5 separate regions of the Mus musculus genome follow, and all the other regions are linked to region 2. A link is a contact called in public HiCAR-type, HiChIP or PLAC-seq and Micro-C data. All regions are on one chromosome and are shown on one strand. Each heading gives the region's core, a stretch centred on a gene start, on an enhancer-like site or on the middle of the called end of the contact. The rest is flanking DNA. Distances are from core to core; before and after follow the strand shown.

The links. Hi-C and Micro-C count contacts between places; a contact is called where the count stands out from the background. HiCAR-type assays count read pairs that join an accessible place to other places. HiChIP or PLAC-seq counts read pairs in DNA pulled down with a chosen protein or histone mark.
Region 1: a contact with region 2 is called in an H3K27ac HiChIP or PLAC-seq map of embryonic stem cells, with 8 times the contacts expected there. The contact joins the promoter of Atpsckmt here to the promoter of Sdc2 in region 2. A contact is called at or near these places in 2 of 39 promoter capture datasets (the 3T3-L1 cell line and hippocampal neurons), 3 of 484 Hi-C or Micro-C datasets (Sertoli cells, cardiomyocytes and palatal mesenchyme) and 2 of 115 datasets of contacts at active chromatin or transcription factors (astrocytes and embryonic stem cells).
Region 3: an H3K27ac HiChIP or PLAC-seq map of embryonic stem cells shows a contact between it and region 2, with 5 times the contacts expected there. The contact joins the enhancer-like site here to the promoter of Sdc2 in region 2. A contact is called at or near these places in 3 of 39 promoter capture datasets (cranial neural crest, liver and stem cell-derived epiblast-like cells) and 1 of 115 datasets of contacts at active chromatin or transcription factors (embryonic stem cells).
Region 4: a contact with region 2 is called in a Micro-C map of embryonic stem cells, with 3 times the contacts expected there. The contact joins the enhancer-like site here to the promoter of Sdc2 in region 2. A contact is called at or near these places in 1 of 39 promoter capture datasets (hippocampal neurons) and 1 of 484 Hi-C or Micro-C datasets (embryonic stem cells).
Region 5: a HiCAR-type map of astrocytes shows a contact between it and region 2, with 5 times the contacts expected there. The contact joins the promoter of Laptm4b here to the promoter of Sdc2 in region 2. A contact is called at or near these places in 3 of 39 promoter capture datasets (cranial neural crest, embryonic stem cells and hippocampal neurons) and 1 of 115 datasets of contacts at active chromatin or transcription factors (astrocytes).

Annotation. Positions count from the first base shown.
Region 1 is chr15:31,600,768-31,603,467 of GRCm38.p6, reverse strand. Atpsckmt (ATP synthase C subunit lysine N-methyltransferase) reads right to left here and starts at 1,352. Exons shown (of 5, transcript NM_026546.3): 1 at 1,319-1,352. The coding sequence starts at 1,331. Cct5 (chaperonin containing Tcp1, subunit 5 (epsilon)) reads left to right here and starts at 1,622. Exons shown (of 11, transcript NM_007637.3): 1 at 1,622-1,867. The coding sequence starts at 1,763.
Region 2 is chr15:32,919,275-32,921,974 of GRCm38.p6, reverse strand. Sdc2 (syndecan 2) reads right to left here and starts at 1,252. Exons shown (of 5, transcript NM_008304.2): 1 at 670-1,252. The coding sequence starts at 729.
Region 3 is chr15:34,052,293-34,054,992 of GRCm38.p6, reverse strand. No RefSeq gene overlaps it. Among named protein-coding and RNA genes, the nearest start is that of Gm41290, 16 kb to the right of the region's middle. Within about 2 kb of position 1,267, at least 15 of the 459 cell types and tissues checked have an H3K27ac peak or open chromatin away from gene starts, as enhancers often do. A contact at or near this core is called in embryonic stem cells, where this site is marked.
Region 4 is chr15:34,175,805-34,178,504 of GRCm38.p6, reverse strand. No RefSeq gene overlaps it. Among named protein-coding and RNA genes, the nearest start is that of Gm38594, 11 kb to the right of the region's middle. Within about 2 kb of position 1,449, at least 16 of the 459 cell types and tissues checked have an H3K27ac peak or open chromatin away from gene starts, as enhancers often do. A contact at or near this core is called in embryonic stem cells, where this site is marked.
Region 5 is chr15:34,236,727-34,239,426 of GRCm38.p6, reverse strand. It overlaps Laptm4b (lysosomal-associated protein transmembrane 4B), which reads right to left and starts at 1,401. Exons shown (of 7, transcript NM_033521.3): 1 at 1,005-1,401. The coding sequence starts at 1,103.

The DNA of each region.
Region 1 (2,700 bases), core at 103-2,602, 1.3 Mb after region 2:
TCAGCCTATGTATGAGCATCTGAAGGAATACAGGGGAAAGGAAACTAGGAATCTGAACTGAGGGCAAAAGCATCGAACCACTGGGCCCGTGCAAGCAAGAAGAGTGGGAGCGGAGCAGCCGCCTGACTGGAAGGCGGTCTGTGACCCACGTGGGAATCTGCTCGCTCCTGCACCACGTGGGACCGAGACCTAGCACAAGCGGTCAGGCTTGGCAACAAGCGCCTTTACTTGCCGTGCCATCCTTGAAGTCTTTCTTGAACCTAGCTTGATGTCCACCAACAGTGGAATGGATACAGTGTGGTGTACATACACACAGAGCTTTATTCAACTGTAAACTAATGACTCAGAACCATCATGTTTTCGCTCAGATGCAGAATCTTGTTGTATACAAGTGTGTGTGCTGTGTTGAGAGGGAAGACCAGGAGGAGAGAGGATAATGAGGACAGCTTATAGGTCAATGGCAAGGTACAATTACATATATATATATGAATGAAAATGTCACAATGAAACCTTGTTTGTGTTAACTTTAAAAACCTTGTCCTGACATAATGTCAATCTGTGTCATGTAACAGCACAGACCTGAAAGCTAGCCTACTGTCATACAGGTTATATGCACTCTAATTTTGAGTACCTAATAAAAACAGACAATACGGCAGGGACAGTTTCTGTTCTGTGGGGTACGAGTGGAGAGACTGGAAACTCGTCACAAATAAATCCGAGCTTATAAAATGAATCGTGATTTCTGGCAGACGTACCGTGCAGTTACCCTTACGGGGTATCTTTCTAACAGCAAAACGCTGAGAACAAGAGACTCTGAGCACCAGCCGGTGCTACTTTGTCTCCACCTACAGTACACGCGCGGGGAAGGCCCAGGATCTGTGTAACCTGGGAAGTTAAGGACAAATACTATGTGCTGACGACCAGGCACGTCCAGCAACCTTGTGAAGTAGGCATTATCATTATTATTATTATTATTGTTTTTGTTGCTATTATTTTGTCATTATTGTTGTTGTTATTGCTGTTATTATTGTTATTATTATTATTATTATTATTATCTTTGCAGACAAGAAAACAAAGCTACAGGCTCAATAGCTTCCAAGCAGCAGCTCGTCCACCGCAGGGTGGATTCCAGCCGACCTAGGATCGGGCTGAGCAGTGAGTCTTGTGCACGGAGGTGCGGACAGCAGCCCCCAGCAAGCACTGTGGTAGCCACGACCGGCGCGGGACGGAGAGCACCGCAGCCACGCGCGCCCGATCCCCACAAGCGCCCGCGCCACAGACAACTATATCGCCCGCCGCCAGGCCGGTCAAACCTCACCTACTCGCTCCATCGCGCGTTCCGGGGAGACCGGAAGTGGAATCTACCAACGTCTTAGAGCCCGGGCGGCAATCAAAGAAAAGAAAAATATCTTAAGGAAATAAGCTCCCCGCTGCAACTCTGGATTCAAAAACTTTGAAAACTTAAATCCTTGAATCAGTGACTACATTATGTCTAGTATTAGCATTTGTGTGCTAGACGTCGCCTTCTAAGTTTCGAACACCCCCCCCCTCGGTTCGTGGAAAACGGACGTTCCCAACAGCGGCCGATTCCAGAAGCTACTCTGCGGCGTAAAAAAAGTCACTGTTGAAAAGTAAGTCGCGGGGTCTGCACTGCGCATGCGCGGGATTCTGCGTCCTCTCGCGAGAGGGAGGTGCGGTGTGTCTCTCTTCCCGAGTGGTCCCCGCTGGTTACTGGAGGAGCGCTCGTTCTAGTTCGTCCACCATGGCGTCCGTGGGGACCCTCGCCTTCGATGAGTATGGGCGCCCCTTTCTCATTATCAAGGACCAAGATCGCAAGTCCCGTCTCATGGGGCTTGAGGCCCTCAAGGTAACGGCCCGGAACGCGAAGCCGCGGGATGAAGGGAGTGGGCCGGAGCGCTTGTGCGCCTGCGCTGGCGAGAGAGCAGCTCGGCCATGTGCTGGCCCGAAAGCTCGAGAATCTCCGGTGCCGGGGAGCCCCTTTGGGCTCTAGGGTCACATCCCCGCTCTGGCTGCGGGAGAGGGCGTAGAGGCCTTCGTCCCACGGTGGGGTAGGGAGAGCGATCCGCCGCTTCAGAGCTGGGTGGGGTCGCATCCCCAGCTCACCGGGCGGGCGAGCAGGCCTGCGCCGGTGCATCTGTAACATCTGTAAGTCGCTTGTCCCTTAGAAGCGGGGCTGTCCCGAAAGGGAGAAAACTAGTGAGAAACGTGCACAGGACAGACCGAATGGCTGCTTGTAGGAAAGGGACCGTAAAGTCCCTTGGGCCAGAAAACGCATGGTGGTGACTTTTGGAGTGGAAGGAGAGAGTTTCAGTGGAGCACAGTTGGCCGCAATTGAGGATAGTTTCCTAAAGGGAAACAAAGAAGTTACCCTGAGGGAAGGCAGAGCCGAAGTGTTGAGTCGGAAGGCATGTCTCACAGAAGGAGAGGAATAAGAAAGGCTACCCAAGAGCCGGTGCTAGGCCCCCAGAGGAGAAAGGAGTGACAGTCACTGGTGTTGCCACAAAAAGCTCAGAGGAAGGAGGGAGCCCCATTTTAGGTTGTATTGTGCCAGTCGTGCCTCCAGGTTTGAGGTGCCCTGGTTGACCTGGTGTTAGGGAAATCCCTCGGTGAGTTCTCTATCAAACCGAATTTCTGACAGGTGTTTTGGAGTGGCTGCAGAAGTGGACATAGCAACTGAGG
Region 2 (2,700 bases), core at 3-2,502:
TGTTCCCAAAAGCTCCATGAAGCCAGGAGCCTCCAAATAGACCACCGACTGCATCTCCACTTAGTGTGGGCCCCTTGCCACAGCCACAGGGAGCATTAAACAAATGCACTTTTAGAAACTTTCACTCCTGATACTCTCGGTTTCCTTAATATGGACCCTATCTCCCTAAACTTGCCTTCAGTCAAGCTCAAAGCCTGGAGTAGGGGGATGTGTGCAGAGGAACAGATCCTCCCCAAAGTTTCCAACTCACCCCTGGGGTTTGTCCAGTACACAGAGCTTACTGGATCCTTTCCTGGCCCGCAGTGGTGCTCTAGTAACCTGCAACTTTTAGCCCTCTGTCCTTCCTAGACTACACCATAAAATCCCCCAAGGCAGAAAGCTGGAAATGACTTTAAGGACCTGTGGGGTCCCTAACCTCCAAGTCTTGTGCTCCCACCCCCTGAAGACATGGCTTGGGTAACTCCCTGTAGCAGCTCAATTGTGCAAGAGGGAAAAGGAAGAGCCCAGGGGCAAGTGGTTGAAAAGCAAGCTCATTTGTTTCAGTAGAACCTAGGCAGCCCCACGTTCAGGGTTGGCAGATCCCCCAGGTAGCATCCCCCAATTACCCTCTGGCTCTTCTATTTGCCCGGGCACTCTTAACAGTGCACTTCCCCGGCTGGGCCCACTCACCGTCTCTGCGGACACACAGGCCATCAAGCCCAAGGTGAGCAGGATCCACGCGCGCTGCATATTCCCCAGGGATGTGGCTCCTACCCGGATAAAAGGAAGCCCAGAGCAAGCCTAAGAGGGCCTAGAAAAAAAAGAAGCTGAGCCGCCTCCAGGAGAGAGGTTTGGGCTCCGATTCCGAGCTCTAGCTGTCTTCTCTGGCGCCTGCTCTAGCGTTCTCCCTGCGCCCCGGAAACGCGGCGCCTTCTCACTTGTTGGCTTCTGTACTCCCAACCCAGAGTTGCTGCTTCGCGAGGCTGTTTTCTTGGTCTGGTCCTACAGGGCAGCGTTGTGCTTTCACTCGGCGGACTCCGGTGTCTGGGTCGCAATGCTGTCTGATTTGAAGCAAGCAGTCGATGGGTTGAAACCGAGCTGCCGCTCAAGTTTAGGATGCCGAAAGGCGAACGGCGGCGGGGACGCGCGGTCTGAGGGGCTGGAGCTCCAGGAGTATCTGGAGTACAGCACTCTACAGCTAGACTGGTGGCTTGGCTGCAGCGCCCCTCCTTCTACGCGCCGCCTCCTCCTGGGTCCTCCCCCTCGATCTCACCCCACACCCCTCCGTGTCCTCTCCCTGGTCCTGGTCTTGGTCCTGCTCAGCCTCCGCTTCAACCGCCCCTACCTTCCCTCCCTTCTTAGCCTGGCCCTCAAGGTTCCTCCCAGCTACTGGGGGAAAGGAGGTTGCCAGGACTCCATGATAAAACCAGGGAGAAATTCTTACGGGATTACACTGGGATTGGCAGCTCCCAGAGCCAGTGGGAGCCAGCAGCTCCACTCTGTGGCTGTCCTGAGAACCTGCCTCTGCAAACCTTAGTGCTCTTTCATTTTCTCTCTCCTTCTTTCCCCTTCTCAACACCCTCTCCTCTCCCCACCACCCTTCTGTCTCCCTTTCCCTTTCCTTCTCCTTTTCTTCGCTGTAATTTTCTAAAGAAAATTCGATGAAGGTTTAATGGGCATATTGAGCCTTTTCTTACTTGTGAAAATTGGGTCAATAGAAAGATGAGAGTCGAGAAAAATGAGAAAGTTTATACATCCCCTTCAAGTATTCACAGTGCCCATAGGTCTCCAGATAATGAAGATTGCAATTCAAAAACGACAAAAATAATTGTAACAAGTTAGTGTTAAGATTCTCCTTGGAACTTTCCCCCATGACCCACCTCCACCCCCATCCCAACTATAACCCACAACCCACAACCCTCAAAAAGGTAGAAAAACAAAACCCAAAACACAACAACTCCAAAGCACAACTCATTAAAGGCTTACAAACCATTTCTGCTGCTCACAGTTTGTACCCTGCCTCCTGACTCACACACACACAAACACACACACACTGCCCCAGGCATCAGCTAAGTTCGATTTCCATATTTTTACTTTTGGAAAATGTAAAATTGCAACAGATAAGGATGAAAAATTAGAGAGTCTAGATATTAGCAGATGAATTTCAGAGAATGAATGGTTAAGTAGTTTCTGGCTTTAAGAAAATGAGTATGTATTTCCTACATAAAGCAAAAGCATGCGTCATGTAGTTCGGTGCTGTATGGTGCTACAGAACCAGGCAGGCACATACTCTTCTAATGCTCACCGATGTTCTCTTGGATTTAGAAACTGAATGAATTATGGACCCATTTTCTTCTGTAATGTCCATTTATAAAGGGACAGGGACATTTCAGTATTAGCCACTATTTTGTTATCATGTAGGATGAATTAAAAATACATAATAACTATTTTGTAGGTAAATACTACTCCAGACCTCAAGCCACACCATAAAAAGCTCTGTGATTTTCTCACACAAACACATACCCATACACACACACACACACACACGCACACATGCACAAACACACATACACAGAGACAGAGAGACAGAGACAGGCAGAGACAGAGACAGACAGAGAGACAGAGAGAGACAGAGAGAGAGACAGAGAGACAGAGAGAGATACAGACATGAGGCCCTAGTCATTTTAGAACTAAACTGTAGTCATATCCTGTCTTAGTTAG
Region 3 (2,700 bases), core at 18-2,517, 1.1 Mb before region 2:
TTAAACTGGGGCCTGCCATGTGCTAGGGAAGTACTCCACCTCTTAGCTACATCCTAGCTTTATTTATTTATTTTTTCCTGAATTTTAGTTTGAGTCAGCATTTCTTTGTGTTGCCCATGCTGGTACTGAGCTCATTCTGTGGCTCTGGTAGGCCTCTGAACTTTTAATGTTTCTCCTCAGCTTCTTGAGTAGCTAGGATTACAGGCCCTATGGTAACAGGATAGGCTTTTTGACTATTGACTTCAGTTCTGAAAGCCATATTATTGAAGTACCACGTCCTACTTTCTTGCATCTTATAGTCAAAATCCAGCTATTGATACTTCATCTGTGTAGGACAGTGTCTGGATGACCCATGGTTAAATAAGGTGTAGATGTCAGTCCTTCATTAGGCAGCAATTGGGCTGAGCCACTGATAATACAGCCCTGTGTGGAGAGTTTTTGGGGCCCCTTCTAGACACTTGGTGGGAATTTGACTTCGGGTCAGGACAAAAGAAGTAAACTCAAGAAGGGAATCTGACTTTGGTCCAGGCCTCAGGAAATAGGCCCGAATTAAGAACATTTACATTTGAGTTAATGCAAAGCTCAGAGTGGGCTCAGCAAGGCTGGGGTGGCAGTGCTTTTGTTTTAGTAATCCTGACTAGCCCCTAGAAAGCTGTTTACCTGATTTTGTTTATTTCTTTGCTTGTTCCTTGACCCAGAACTGATCTTATCATTTTGCATGTACTTAAAGTGGTATAAAAGCAGACTGAAAAAAAAATAAACTTGCTTCAGCCTCAGAACTGGCTGGGGTCATGTTATAATGCTGTCTAATTGTCTTTTTTCCCCCTTTTAATCCTTGCTTCTACCCTGGAGAACCTGTTAACTGACTGACTTGGCTTGGTCAGCTCTGTTTTCATTCTGAGATTCTATGCTCCTTTCAAGGGTAAAGTTCCAGCCTCCTCTGAGGACCAGTGGAATGGGCAAGCTTTGTTTCTTGCTTTCCTCTTGTTAATATCTTCTTTTCCTTTCATAATAAAGCCTCAGTTGTGCTTAGGTTTTTTCCATCTAGAAGGAGCTAATTTCCCAAGTTCCTTGTAACTAGGGACAAAGAATAACCTTTGTAAGACTCTGGGGAGCCTTAGCTTACCTGGGATCTCCCGATTGAACCACGTGGAGCCAGGATCGATGCAAAAAGCAAGAGGAATTTATTGCTCCAGTGCACTGGGGTCATCCCAGACTCGAGGGAGAGGTGGTGACCACCAGCACCAGTTTGGCAAGTTTTTATATGGTTTCCAGGGACAGAATAGAACATCAGCAACTAGACACAATATGATTGGTGGAACAGTGTACCCTTTATACTGATTGGTCTTTAGGGAATGAGGTAATAAGGACGTCCTGCCCTGTGGTCTGAGAAATGCTAATTAGCTTCTCCCTTCTGGAGGGGAGTGTGTTTCATGACCTTCTCAAAGTTCCTGAGCTGACCTTTTCACCTTGACCTATTCTTGGCCCACAAAGTATAAGGAAAAATTCATAATATAGGAGTCTGGGGAGGTGATTATTTCTTCTATAAAGAGCACATTCATTGTTTTTTACTGAAATCTGTCTGGAACAGTGTAATACTTGGAGATAGGGTGTTCTCTCTCTGGTTCTGAGAAAGCAACTGAGAACCTTGTACATGCCACACAAATGATTTGCCCCTGAGTACATCTCTAGCCCAAGGTATCTCTCATATGACCATGACCACATCTGATCCTTTTTCACCATTTACAGCCCCTCCAGGGCTTGGAGGACCCGGCGGACCACACTCTTAGAACCTCTGCTTAAGTGGCTGGGTCTGACACCATTTCTCTACCGTCCTCTATAGATCTTGGTCATGGAACCAACACGCCCTCCCAGCCATCTGTATTTCTGGAGTGGTTTTGTCGGTTTAGGTGGAGACAGACATCTGTTAGCTTTTGTGTGTTTTAGGTCTCTGTTTTGTCTTACTTGTGACTTTGACGATGGGACAGACTGTGACGACTCCTCTGAGTTTGACTTTGAATCATTGGACTGAAGTTAGGGCTAGAGCACACAACTTGTCAGTTGAGATTAAGAAAGGACCATGGCAGACTTTTTCCTCCTCGGAGTGGCCGACATTTGATGTCGGCTGGCCTCCAGAGGGCACCTTTGACTTAACCATCATTTTTGAAATTAAAGCCATTGTCTTTTAGGAAGGGCCGGGATCCCATTCTGATCAACAACCATACATTACTGTATGGCAAGATTCGGTCCAGAATCCCTGACCTTGGGTTAAGCCCTGGGTGCACGGATGGACGGAAGCCAGGCTCCCGAGCCCTGGCTCTCCGAGAATCGTCAGAAAACAAATCAAAGGTGAACGCTTCTCTGCTTGTCAAGGATGCTGATAAGCTCACTCTGGGACAGCAAATAACTGTAGTGGCACCCAATGCTCTTGAAAGCATTATCCGACAGCCCGCTGACCGATGGATGACCAACGCTCGTATGACACATTATCAGAGCCTTTTGTTGACTGAACGAGTGACCTTCGCTCCCCCTGCTGTCCTCAATTTGGCTACCCTACTGCCCGAGACTGATGACTCTTCACCTACTCATCACTGCACTGACATTCTGGCAGAAGAAACTGGTACTCAATATGATCCTGGCCTGGGAGTCCGAGCTGGTACACGGATGGCAGTAGCTTCGTGGTTGAAGATAAGCGGAAAA
Region 4 (2,700 bases), core at 200-2,699, 1.3 Mb before region 2:
TGAACATTCCTGTAGCTATTTTTGTATAAACAGAAGTTTCATCAATCTAAACAAATGTCTCCATTATAATTATTGCATTCTATGGTCATTGCTCATACAGTTTTAGTGTTAAAAAAAAAAAAGAGTCTGGAGAGATGGTTCAGCAGTTAAAAATGCATAATACTTTTGGGGAGGACCTGAGTTTAGTTCCCAGTATTCACATTAGGCTGCTCACAGCTGCTTTTAACTCCAGCTCCAAGGACTCTGATACCCTCTTCTGGATTCCATGGGTACCTGCACTCACACATACACACACACATGCATGTATACACACATATACATACAAGAAAAAAATAATTAATAAAAAACTTTTAAAACAACTAAATAAAACTCATTAAACTATTTTCTAGAGTGGCTGTACTATTTTACACTCCTGAACAGCAAGGCTGTGTGGTTGGGGTGTAGTCCAGTTGGTTGAAGACTTGCCTGGCATGCAGGAGATGCTGGGTTCCACCCACCACATTGTATAACTTGTAGTGACACATGCTACAATCCCAGAACCTGTGAGCTGGAGGTAGAATTCCAGATAAGATGTTCAGGGTCATATCCAAATACATAGCAATTTCAAGACAGCAATTTTTGAGATACTATCTCAAAAATACAATGCATACATACATACATACATACATACATACATACATACATACATATGTACATACATACCAAAGACTTTCAAAATAAAAGTAACCTGAAAATAAGTCTAACTCCTGTTGAAAATTAAATGTTTTGTTAAAATTAATGTGCTTAAGATTAAAAGCTCCAGAATGTTGAAATCTGCTGAGGTGTAATAACCTATAAGCTCCACTTGGGGGCAGTTAACCTGGTCACTACCTGAAGCTTGAGCGAGTCACAAATACTTTGAAACAGTCATTGTCTCAAGCAGGCTTTGATAAGCTGGTAAAACTGAGGTGAGACCAGCAGGCTATCTCCCTATCTTAATTTGAGATTCTTTTTTATTTTTAAAGTAATCAATATTTTTCACACTGAAACAGTGCTGTTGACTCTTCTTATTTTAAACCCTAAATTCTTTTCAACGATCCAATGAAAATCAGTATTAAAGCGGCTAGAGCAATTTGTTGCTCTTACAGGGGAGCAGGTACCACCAACACAGTGCACACAGAGACTCGCAGGCAAGACATCCATACACACAGAATAAAAATAAATCTTTCCTAAGGGACTGGGTGGCTGTGGGCGACAAGTGGTGTCCCACGGTTGGCCCACCACAGGGCTAGGGCTCAGGGTCCTCAGCACCGCAGATGCTGCTGCTGGATGCCTCGGAAGAGCTGAGAACGAAGTGAGGCCCGTGAGCCGATTCTAGCCCAGGACTGAAGGGAAAGGGCAGAAGGAGAGCTCCGCCTGGTTCTCTCGGGGAGAAGTGTCCTGTGCTTGGTTCGACAGCAGCTTGCTTGATGGAGATTGGCTGAGAATGCAGAGAGGCTTCCGGCTCCATTGTTCCCCACAGTGGGTCTCGATGAGTAGAGGAAGTCCACAGTTTTAAGGCGTCTATTGGCATGCCGGAGAGTTGTGTTGAGTGAAACCTCACCCCACTTTCTCAGGGCAGGCCTAAGATTAAATACCTTTTGCAGGGAGGAGTGTCTGGGAAGGAAAGCTTAATTGGCTAAGCCCTTCAGGCCTTTAGGTATCTCACTACAGTGGAGATCTGTCTTGAGGCTACATGACCTGTGGTCATGTCCTCTACCTGTGGAGGGGCTGGGGCATTGCCCTACTTGACTTATGGAGAGCTGAGGCCTTGTGTCAGGAGCCTGGTGTCTAGGAGTGTGCAGGCAAACACTTTCCATCCCTTGCAGTTATCTGCTGAGTCTCCAGGGTTTAAACCTAGCTTGACCAGAAAACAGGCTGCCTTTCACAGTCCCACAGGTGGCAGTGACACACACCTTTGATTCCAGCACTTGGGAGGCAAAGGGAGGTGGATGTCTTGAGTTCAAGGCCAGCTTGGTCTACAGAGTAAGTTCCAGCATTCAGGTCTACATAGAGAAACCTTGTTTGGAAAAACAAAACAAGAACAACAAAAAAGAAATCAGTATTGGGCAGTGGCTCACACCTTTAATCCCAGCACTCCAGAAGCAGGGGCTGGTGGATGCCTGTGAGTTCCAGGATGGCCTAGTCTACATAGTAAATTTCAGGGCAGCCAGGGCTGTGTAGAGGACTCTGTCTCAAAAAAGAAAGAAAGAGAGAGAGAGAGAGAGAGAGAGAGAGAGAGAGAGAGAGAGAGAGAGAGAGAGGGAGAGGGAGAGGGAGAGGGAGAGGGAGGAAGGGAGAGAGAGAGAGAGAGAGGAGAAAATAACAATAATAGTAATAAAAAGAGCCTTATGTTAAGGGGGTCACTGCAGTGTTGTACAGGGAAGCAAACTGCAGGAAGAGATAGAAAAACTCAGATTTGGTTTTCAATTTTCAAGATTTTCTTCAACCTGGATAAGACTTCAGGAAGTCTAATAACAGGTGGTTTGTTCCCAATGTATTTCAGCTCGGTGTAATTTGAAGAAAGAAAGAAAGAAAGAAAGAAAGAAAGAAAGAAAGAAAGAAAGAAAGAAAGAAAGAAAGAAAGAAAGAAAGAAAGAAAGAAAGACTGTCCTGGTACAATATAATCCCTGGTGCACAGAGAAGTGTAATTACATTAAAACTCAGTTCAAGGTAGTGTCA
Region 5 (2,700 bases), core at 152-2,651, 1.3 Mb before region 2:
ATTAATGTTCAATTTGCATTCACACTGAACAGCCAGAACCCACATATACCAAAGGTCTGTTGGAAAGCTTTTAAGACTAAAAAATTCTATTATGCGGCCATAATGGACCCAACTAAAGAAAACTTGAGACTATAAATAGAACTGTAACATCACGTGGAAGGGGAATGCATTGTTTAAAATGGCACAAGGCAGTTTACAATTCAATACTGAATATCTTTTTAAACTATCAAAGGGAGCTAAGAATATGTTCTAACTAAAAAGTTTTATATGCCACTTAACTACCACTTTCAACTACATTTCGTTGTTCTGCAGCAAGTAGCTCGGATCTCTCTAAAATGATGTCACAAAATCCAAAATATTGAGGAATCCGACTCAGTCCAAGGCTGCCAACCACCAACCAAGGGCAGCCAGCGCCACAGGGCAAGAATCCATCAAGCTAACTCGCTGCCCCAGAGAATCACATGTTTGTTCTTGACACAAATGTGAGCGCCAACCTGAAGGCCATTTTTAAAGAAAACTAAATTTGCCCGCCGTGCCTATTCAGAGGGATCACCTGTCCTCGGGCAGGAACCTGAGTGGTTGTTAAGATGGCTTCTCCAAGCCAACTGGAACACAGGCACACTTGGGTACCTTCCCTGTGTAAGAGCTTTAAACAGGCGTACGCAGGAAAATCCTCTCGAGAGGAACAAGAATTTCCCAACCGTTTCTGCTCGGACGCGAACTCGCGAGGGCGAACGCTGTGTAGCCGTGGTGCGTCCCGGGGGTGAACATGCCCGGCCCGCACCTCGCAGGGCCCGGTGCCCCACCCCCCCCCGCCCGGCCCCACATGCCCCCGCCACTGCAGCCCGGCTCTCCCCGAGAATTAACTTTCTAATAATACAACTTTAGGCGGATGATCGCGGGCGGCCCCCAGACCGACGCCGACCTAGAAGCGACTTAGTGGCGCGGGGTGAGCGGCGCGCGTGGGGACCCCGGGGGCTCCCTCGACGCCAGGGCGCGCTCACCAGGTACCAGACGCCCAGCAGGATGGTGCCGGTGCGGACATGGCAGCACAAACAGCAGCTGTGGGAGTAGAACCGAGTCCAGGGAGCGACCATCTTCATAGCTCCGGCGCTCGTGGAAGTTTGTGAGAGCGTCGCTCGCTTCGTCTTGGGTCCGCTGCTCCTGCCCCTCTCCTTGGCCGCCCCGACCCTCGGACCGCTCGCCCGACCCTTGGCTCTGCACTGTACCGAGAGCTCCGAGTGGCCGCTGCGACGGGACACTGGGCTCGAAGACCGCGGCGACGCTAGGAGGCAGGGGGGAGGAGAAGCCGTGGGTCACGTGGCCTGCCCGGGCTCGTGATGTCACCACCGGCTCCAGCCAGCTGCGGGCGCTGGGAGCGCTGCGCCAAATAAATGCTTCCTTGCTGGACCCTGAGGGAGTCTCCAGAATTTTCCTCCGGAAATGGGGTGCACCTTTGGTTAGGATTCAGATTCATTCCAGCTGTGTTTGCCTCACATCTAGCTTGCAAATAACCGGTGAATGCTGTGCTAGGATTGTAGTTATCTTGCAAACTGGCGGAAGGAAGGAAAACTGCTTAGAATGATTATTCCAGTCAACTGCGGTACTTTGAACCACTGCGGAACCCGCAGAGAGCAATTTATCTCAGCTTCCCAGCTCAATTACTTTAGTAGCAATCTTTTCCCAGAAAATAGAATGTGTGTCAAGGGCATCCTCACTGTGCTTCCGTGGCATTTTTAATAATGACTGAAGTTCTAGTAAAACAAAAACAAAAAAACAATTACTGCCAAAAGATCTATGCAAGTCACAATACACAGCGTTGAAAGAGCCCAGGCAGAGGACTAGGGTCTGGGGGCGGGGGATGTCCCTCCAGCTGCTGTTTTGGATAGGATCCAAGTTTAGCCTTTGATGACCACAGTGCTAGCTAAGAAGCTCTGATAACTTAAATTAAAAGTTCGTGTGAAGCCGGGCATTGGTGGTGGTGCACGCTTTAAATCTCAGCAGTCAGGAGACAGAGGCAGGCCAGCGTCTATAGAGCAAGTTCCAGGACAGCCAGTCTAGTCTATAGAGCAAGTTCCAGGACAGCCATCCTAGTCTATAGAGCAAGTTCCAGGACAGCCATCCTAGTCTGTAGAGCAAGTTCCAGGACAGCCAAAACTGCACAGAGAAACCCTGTTTCAGGAAAGGAAAGAAGGAAGGAAGAAAGGAAGGAAGGAAAGGAAGGAAGGGAAAAAAAGAGACCATGTGAAAGTTTTATTTCAGGATTAGAACAAGAAATAAAATGGGTTCAATTTGGCCGGTCAGTGGTGGCGCATGCCTTTAATCCCAGCACTTGGGATGCAGAGGCAGGTGGATTTCTGAGTTCAAGGCTAGCCTGATCTACAGAGTAAGTTCCAGGACAACTAGAGCTATACAGAGAAGCCCTGTCTTGAAAAACAACAAAAATTTAAAAAAGTTTTAAAATGGGTTCGATTTAAATTAAAGTACATGTCAAATAAGATGAAAGATGGTTCAAGATTGGTTAGTTTCACAAAGACGTGCATCTACCACACTCTAGTTTAAACTTGGCTTCTATTCCCAGAGATACCACGTGTAGGTCCTTGAGCAAAGATACAAGCAGGATAACTGTTGTGGGAGGAATTGGAAAAGCTCGGTATTTGTTTCTTTTCTTCGTAACATTAAAGATAATTTTCTCTCTGG